Linked DNA regions of Mus musculus: region 1 is linked to region 2. A link is a contact called in public ChIA-PET data. All regions are on one chromosome and are shown on one strand. The core of a region is the stretch at or near the end of the contact, and the rest is flanking DNA. Distances in the headings are between cores, read along the strand shown.

Region 1 (3,462 bases), core at 430-2,929, 150 kb after region 2:
TCATTTACATGAGATGCTCAGAATAACATTTAAGTGTTTGCCTGAACAGGTGTTGGGGATAATAAGGGAAAGTACCTGAGTTGGGTTCCCAGGACCCACGTCCAATGGCTCACAGCCACCTGTCACTCCAGGGGATCCAGCGCTCTCTTCTGGTCTATGAGGGCAACTGCACTCACATGACACAAGTGTCAGGTCAGCTTGACTTCATAAGAACGGAACAGCTCTGGAACAGTAGGATTTTCATTCATTTATTCATTCATCCATTCACTGGAGAAGATATCTGGAGAATTTATCAAATATATAAGATATAATATATAAAAATCAGGCAAGTGCAGGGCAGTGGTGGTGCATGCCTTTAATTCCAGCACTTAGGAGACAAAGACAGGCAGATTTCTGAGTTCAAAGCCAGCCTGGTCTACAGAGTGAGTTTCAGGACAGCCAGGGCTACACAGAGAAACCCTGTCTCAAAAATAAAAAAGAAAAAGAAAAGAAAAGAAAAAGAATCAAGCAGAAGAAAATATCAGGGAACAAGGAAAAAAAAAGTCCTGCAGATATCACACTTGATCAGGACGGTAAGCTAATACCGTCAGTGACCTGGGGTCTCGGGGGCCAGAGGCAAGGAAAAACAGATCATGGCCGGACAGAAAGCTCTGGGCAGATTATAGTTTGGCACGAGGTGTGAAGGAAGTTCTCCCTGGGAAGACAACCTTTGAGCAGAGGCAGGCGGGGGTGACCCTTGGGGTGACCACAGAGCTGTACAGCAGGTGGCACGTAGGACACACAGGCTATCTTAGAGGGGCAGGAGGTAACAGAGCAGAACAGCAGGTGGAAACAGGAGGAGGCTGAGCGTGGTAACTGGGATGTGGGGCCTTCCTGGCCTTGTCCCCCCACCATAAAGAGGAGGGGTTTAGGAACCATGGGTGGGGAGGGCTGTGAGCAGAGCTTTGCCCTGACCTTATGGAAGGGCCCCTCTAAGTCAAGGTTTTCAACCATGGCACTGTTAATTCCTCGGGCAGGCTGGTTCCTTGTAGGTGCACTGTGGGATGTTTGTCAACATCTCAAACCCCTTACTTAACCAGACGCCAGGAAGAATCCCCCTAACTATGACAACCCAACATATCTCATGCTTTGGAAAATGTGCCCTGGAGGGCTAAGAAGCCCAAAGTGGAGAAGCATCGCTCTTCTCTGAGCCTTAGCTTGTAGGGGGCATGGGTTCAGGGAGCTCTGGTCTGAAAGGCTGGATTTGGGGGTGGTCGTGACACCTGTAGGATAACATGTCTCTCGTGCAGTGAGACAACCTTCCACCCTGGAATGAATGTAAAGAAAAAAAAAAAAAAAAGCAACACCCTTGGTTACGCTTAATGCTTTGAACAAGAACGGTATGTAAGGTGCCAGAGAAGGTACCAGAAGAATCTCTTGAGCTTTTGGCCCTGCCTCACAAGCATGGCAAGGCAAGAGTATAGAAAAGGGGAGTGGTAAGGGGCTGGAGACAAGGGAACGCGAGCCCCAGTCATCTGGGAGGGGCTCATCGATTCTTGATGCATTTCCTGAGTATCTTCTATACATGAGGCAGTTTCGCTAGCATCGTGTCATCTGAGAACAATACTTAACAGTGAGGCAAATGTTATCCTTCCTGTTTTGTGACTCACAGATTACGAAACTTCTGAGTAACATGCTCAGATCACGGTCGGGACGCATGCGCCTTCCTGTCAATGCCCGATGCTGGCTCCCTGAAGCGTCTAAGTGAAGCTTATGCTAGCTAGCATTGAAGGCAGCGCAGGTTCAAGTGGGGCTGGGAAGCAGAGCAGATGACACAGCTGCTTGCTGCTTGAATGGAGCTTGGATGGGGAGTAAATTACAGGGATTTGGGGCAGGGCTATTTCTTAAAGCATAGAGCTTGTTAATATCAGTTTTGCTTAGGGGAGGGAGAGCTTAAAAGTACGCTTGCACAGGTCAGAGGACAATGTATAGAGGATAGCTCTCTCCCACCTTGTGAATCCCAGGGATCTAACTTAGGTCATCAGGCTTGGCACAGTTTACCCACAAACTTTTCCAAACATCTCTCTCTCTCTCTCTCTCTCTCTCTCTCTCTCTCTCTCTCTCTCTCACACACACACACACACACACACACACACACACACACTGTCTCTCCCTGTGTCTGTTTCGCTCTCTCTGCTCTCTCTGCCTCTCTCTTTCTCTCTCTCTCTCTCTCTCTCTCTCACACACACACACTCTGTCTCTCCCTGTGTCTCTGTTTCGCTCTCTCTGCTCTCTCTGCCTCTCTCTCTCTCTCTCTCTCTCTCTCTCTCTCTCTCTCTCTTTCTCCCCCCCCCCCTTGGTGTCCTATGTAATAGTGCTCTCTGTAACACAGGGCAGGCATGATGCTTGGGGTCTGATATGCTAAGTAGACTGCAGGTAGCATAGTGGGCACCACCTTTTTCCCCAAGCCAGGAAGCTTTTCCAAACCTTCCCTCAATCAGCTGACCCAGAATCATCTTGGGCCATGACAGGTGCTTTTCCAGAAGTCTCTCTTGACCCCTTTAGATAAAGGGAAAGTCTCCCAGAATGTGCCTGATGACAGACACTCTCCAAGCTGTAACAGGAGACAGGATAGGACTTCTGAGAAGGTTGGTTTTGTGTTGTTGCGTTGTTTTGCTTTGTGTCAGCATGAAATGATGAAGGTGATGGACTGGCCAAAGCCTCGGAGTCTGAGCCATTTCCAGCCCCAGCCCCAGCCCCACGTGCATACAGAATGTATCCTGCCACGACCTTTAGATCTGAAGAAACTCAGGTTCCATCCTTCTGAGAAAAGCCTGCCAGCATCCCAATGCAAAAAAATAAATTAAAAAAAAAAAAAAAGCCTCCAACCCAGAAATACTTTGTCCAGCCTTCTCCAGGAATGGAGACCAAGACATGTGGGTGAACACACACTTCATTGTGTTTGACAAGATGAAATCAAAGGCAGACCAACAGCTGGGTTAAACTCTTTATATAGGTTTCTCTACTTTAACAATGTTAGAGAATGGTTTAGATATAGAAAATTTTTAAATTGCCAGGCATGATAGTGCACACCTTTAATCCCAGTACTCTGTAAGCAGGAGCAGGCAGGATCTCTGTGAGTTCAAGGCTAGCCTGATTTACATAGAGGGTTCCAGGACTATTCAGTGAGATGCCGTTTATAAACTTTAAAAAGGGGGGACTATGCTTGGACTATAGTGTTAAGGAAAAAAGTAATATATATATATATATATATATATATATATATATATATATATATATATATATGTGTGTGTGTGTGTGTGTGTGTGTGTGTGTATTAATGTAATATAATAATGTATATACACACATTTATATACATATATATTATAACAACAATTGACAGTTTGCAAAGAGTTTTTTTTCCATTGTATTAGAAGGTTATTTCTGCAAGCTGAGACAATGGGTAATTTTGTCTTTTTTTTC
Region 2 (3,403 bases), core at 55-2,554:
CAGGGGTGGTGCTGATGGTCTCATAAGCCAGCCTCCTCTTCCTCTGCAGAGGCAGCTCCTCCATGACGCTCTGCTGCTCCCAGGGCATGCCTCTCTGGGCACTCTCAAAGGTCAGGACTCCCCAAGAGTGACCACAGCCACCCTGTGGGCCTTTTCAGATTCTCCTACCAGTTCCTCGTGACTTTACATTCCCTTCCAGAGATGGACAGAAAGACTGGTTTTACCTGACACTGCCTATTTCTCTCATGGTAGTCACTTTCTGACTTGCTAGGGGCCAGCTGAGGGTGGGAGTGTGTTCACAGAAAAGGCCACAAATTCTTGGAGGTCTGGGCTAATTCTGAGGGAAGGCACAGGCTGAGTCAAAGGGAGTTTTCATAGAAACAGACAAGTCACCTCCATATTTTTAAAACCAATGATAAAATCAGAGAAAATGTAGACTGAGAGAGTGCTGCCCAGGGGTCCTTACCCCTGCGGAGAACTGGAAAGCAGTTGGAGATTGTTTTTCAGTCATCCTGCCCCTTCCATTTCTTTTTCTACTTTACAGTTGGCCACTATCTCCCCCTGCAGGAAATGCCACTTAGTGACTAGTCTGTCTCTTGTTCCTGCTCTACTGAGGAACTCTAGTCAGTCTAAGACACCAACCCTGCTGCTCACCTGTGACACAGACTGGGGGACCTTCAGCGCTAGGATGGCTGCTGGAAGCAAGTGTTGTAGGATTCTACCTCTTGTTGAAACATGTTCAGTTTCCCCGTTTCCCAAATAGGAGAGGACTCAACCCTTCTTCTGAACTATATAAAAATAGGAAGCTAAGGAGCACCCCCCCCCCACACACACACACAACATAGCTTAAGGCATATTGAAAATCCCTTGTGAAGTTGTTTCACGTGGTTACTTTTGTCTGCAGTATTTGGTGATGTATTCTGACAAGAGACAAGAACCACAATCGAAAACAGACTCAAGCAGGTCCAGGAACAAAGATGGGGCAAGGGAGGAGAATAGCTAGGGTCTCAGAGTGTGGGCAGAATGAGATGGGGCCCAGGCACTCACTTGCCAGCATCCTTCATGGGGCCAAGCTACATCTTAGTCTTAGTATGTAGACCCTGGGCTGTGGGGAGGTGGGAACTGGTGGTGGTGGTGGTGGGGGGGGAGTTGACTGGAGAGGAAGTATTTAGTACAGCTGTGTCCTGTTGACTGGTACATGCAAGAGGGGTCTTGGGTAACCACGGGGCTCAGCATATCCGCAAGAATAGGTCAGGTGCTCTCTCAGCTCGGGCTGTTTACAGGGAAGTGGTTTCTACAGCACGAGTTGCTGAAATGGTAGTGTCATCCTAGAGTCACACTTCGAGGGCTCCTTCTCACTAGTCATGGTTTCCTCTACAAAGCAGAAACTTCTGATCTATTCCACAGCTGTTCTAATTATACAGATGTGAATAAATGAAGCTGCCACAACTCTTGGACGGTGAAAACCCAAATGATTTCACCCAGGGCCTCTGGAGTGTGGGCAGACACTCAGTTGCCAGAGTCCTTAGACGATTAGAGCAGTACCAGCAACGGGCTCAGCGAGCAAGCGAGGAGCGTACAATCAGCCTTCGAGACCCCGTTTCTTCCTGAGAGATTCTTCAGGAAGTACACTAGTCAAATGGCACTAAGGCACATCAGATATGGGAGCTAAGTATAACGGGCTAAGCCTAACTAATCTGAAAATGTTGTTAGCCTTTGAACAAGGAAGTTTGTACCTAAGAATTTATTTCCTATCCAGAAAAATCCAATCCCTCCCAGGGGGGTAGCATTAGGGGAGGGTGGTGAGGTCATATGCACACACGTTTCATCTCCAGGAAATTTACATCAATTTTTAATTGGATGTAATTTAGTCATCTATGTAGAAACATCCCTTAGTCTTTACAAATGGTGTGATGACATGAGAAACGTTTACATCATGAGAATACATTTGAAAACCCCGAAATGCAAATTAGCTCATTTTAAGCAAGACCTACCCAGCCAAGCTCTGACGATCTGATGAATCTTACACAATATTTTTTTAAATTTATTATTATTATTATTATTATTATTATTATTATTATTATTATTATTATTATTTGATGCTGCTTCCAGAAAAGGGGACTCCTAAGCTGATGGGTCCCATCTGTGTGTTCACTACTGAAGGATTCCCCTGTGTTCCTCAATATGGCCACTCTTTACCAGTGATTCACTGTTTTACATTCTCTCCCTCTCCCAACCCCCCATTGTCTGCCAGTGGAGGTGGGTGGTGTGGGTAACAGACTGGCTCTGCCCCCTGCATGGGTTCCACTGTGGGTGTGTAGTTCCATTTTTCTGGTGGTTACTTCAACACGGTAAAGAGTAGTAATGTCTATTTAGTGTCAGATTTGGAAGATAGTTCTGTATGGTGCAACAGGAAGTACACAAGTCGACACCTCCAAGATAAAGGGCCCTCAGATGGCTGAACTTTTCTAATCTACAGAGCAAAGGAGAAGAAATACACATCACATACAAAATGTGAATGCCCTTCATATACCAACAAAGAAAATCAATAGCCCACACCTCAGTCTATGCTACATCCCTCCCCAAATACAGAAGCCTGTATTTCCTTTGGGCTATCAGCCTTCCTTGCATTTCTCCAACTTTAAATTGATATGCAGTTATGTAGACATATGTACCTTGATTTATCTAAGAGAATAGCAAAACCCATCACCAGTACTTTGTTAGGAAATCAAATTTAGAAGAATGCAAAGATTTTTTTTCCTCAACAACAACAACAACAACATCACACTCTTCCCTGAACATATACAAGAAAAGGACTCATGGACCTGTGGTAGGCACTGGCAGCCTCTCTGGAAGCACATCTGAGGAAGATGTGATTCTTGCTGGGCAGCAACATCTTCGTTACCTAGGGCCATGGCCCACTTTGTACCTGACAGTCAGGGTTCATTAGCTCAAGCCTCTGATTTAGGTTGGATTGATTGGCTTCCTCCTTAAAACAGCTAACAGCCTGAGAAATGAAGAGCACTCTACCGTGAATATGAACCTGGCTGAAGTATAGAATGGTCTGAATGAATGAATCTCTCTCAAGATGGTTTTCTCTCTCAGCCTCTCTCTTGTGTGGTACTGAAAAAAAAAATCCTAGGCTGGGCCTAGGTAAACTGTACTTCCTTGGTATCTGAGCCCCACAGCTCAGATGTTAGATTACTGTGTGATGATCTAGTAAATCTAGCCTGGCTGCTTGTTTCATCCTAGTTATTAATTTACTCTTGGAACACTGTGGTTTGATTAATAACTCCATTCTAGTTATTAATTTATCCTCAGAATGAGGCAATTGATAAGATTAAGTCCTACTTTTACCTAGAAGGGAAGGTCTTTGCCACTACTTTCAGTCTCCCTACTCCGG

What was found. ChIA-PET counts read pairs in DNA pulled down with a chosen protein or histone mark.
Region 1: an RNA polymerase II ChIA-PET map of memory CD8 T cells shows a contact between it and region 2, with 14 read pairs. The contact joins two enhancer-like sites. A contact is called at or near these places in 1 of 115 datasets of contacts at active chromatin or transcription factors (memory CD8 T cells) and 3 of 9 other capture datasets (adipose tissue, liver and pancreatic islet).

Annotation. Positions count from the first base shown.
Region 1 is chr11:83,787,787-83,791,248 of GRCm38.p6, forward strand. No RefSeq gene overlaps it. Among named protein-coding and RNA genes, the nearest start is that of Gm38934, 22 kb to the right of the region's middle. Within about 2 kb of position 1,680, at least 133 of the 459 cell types and tissues checked have an H3K27ac peak or open chromatin away from gene starts, as enhancers often do. A contact at or near this core is called in memory CD8 T cells, where this site is marked.
Region 2 is chr11:83,639,112-83,642,514 of GRCm38.p6, forward strand. No RefSeq gene overlaps it. Among named protein-coding and RNA genes, the nearest start is that of Ccl3, 8.6 kb to the right of the region's middle. Within about 2 kb of position 1,305, at least 120 of the 459 cell types and tissues checked have an H3K27ac peak or open chromatin away from gene starts, as enhancers often do. A contact at or near this core is called in memory CD8 T cells, where this site is marked.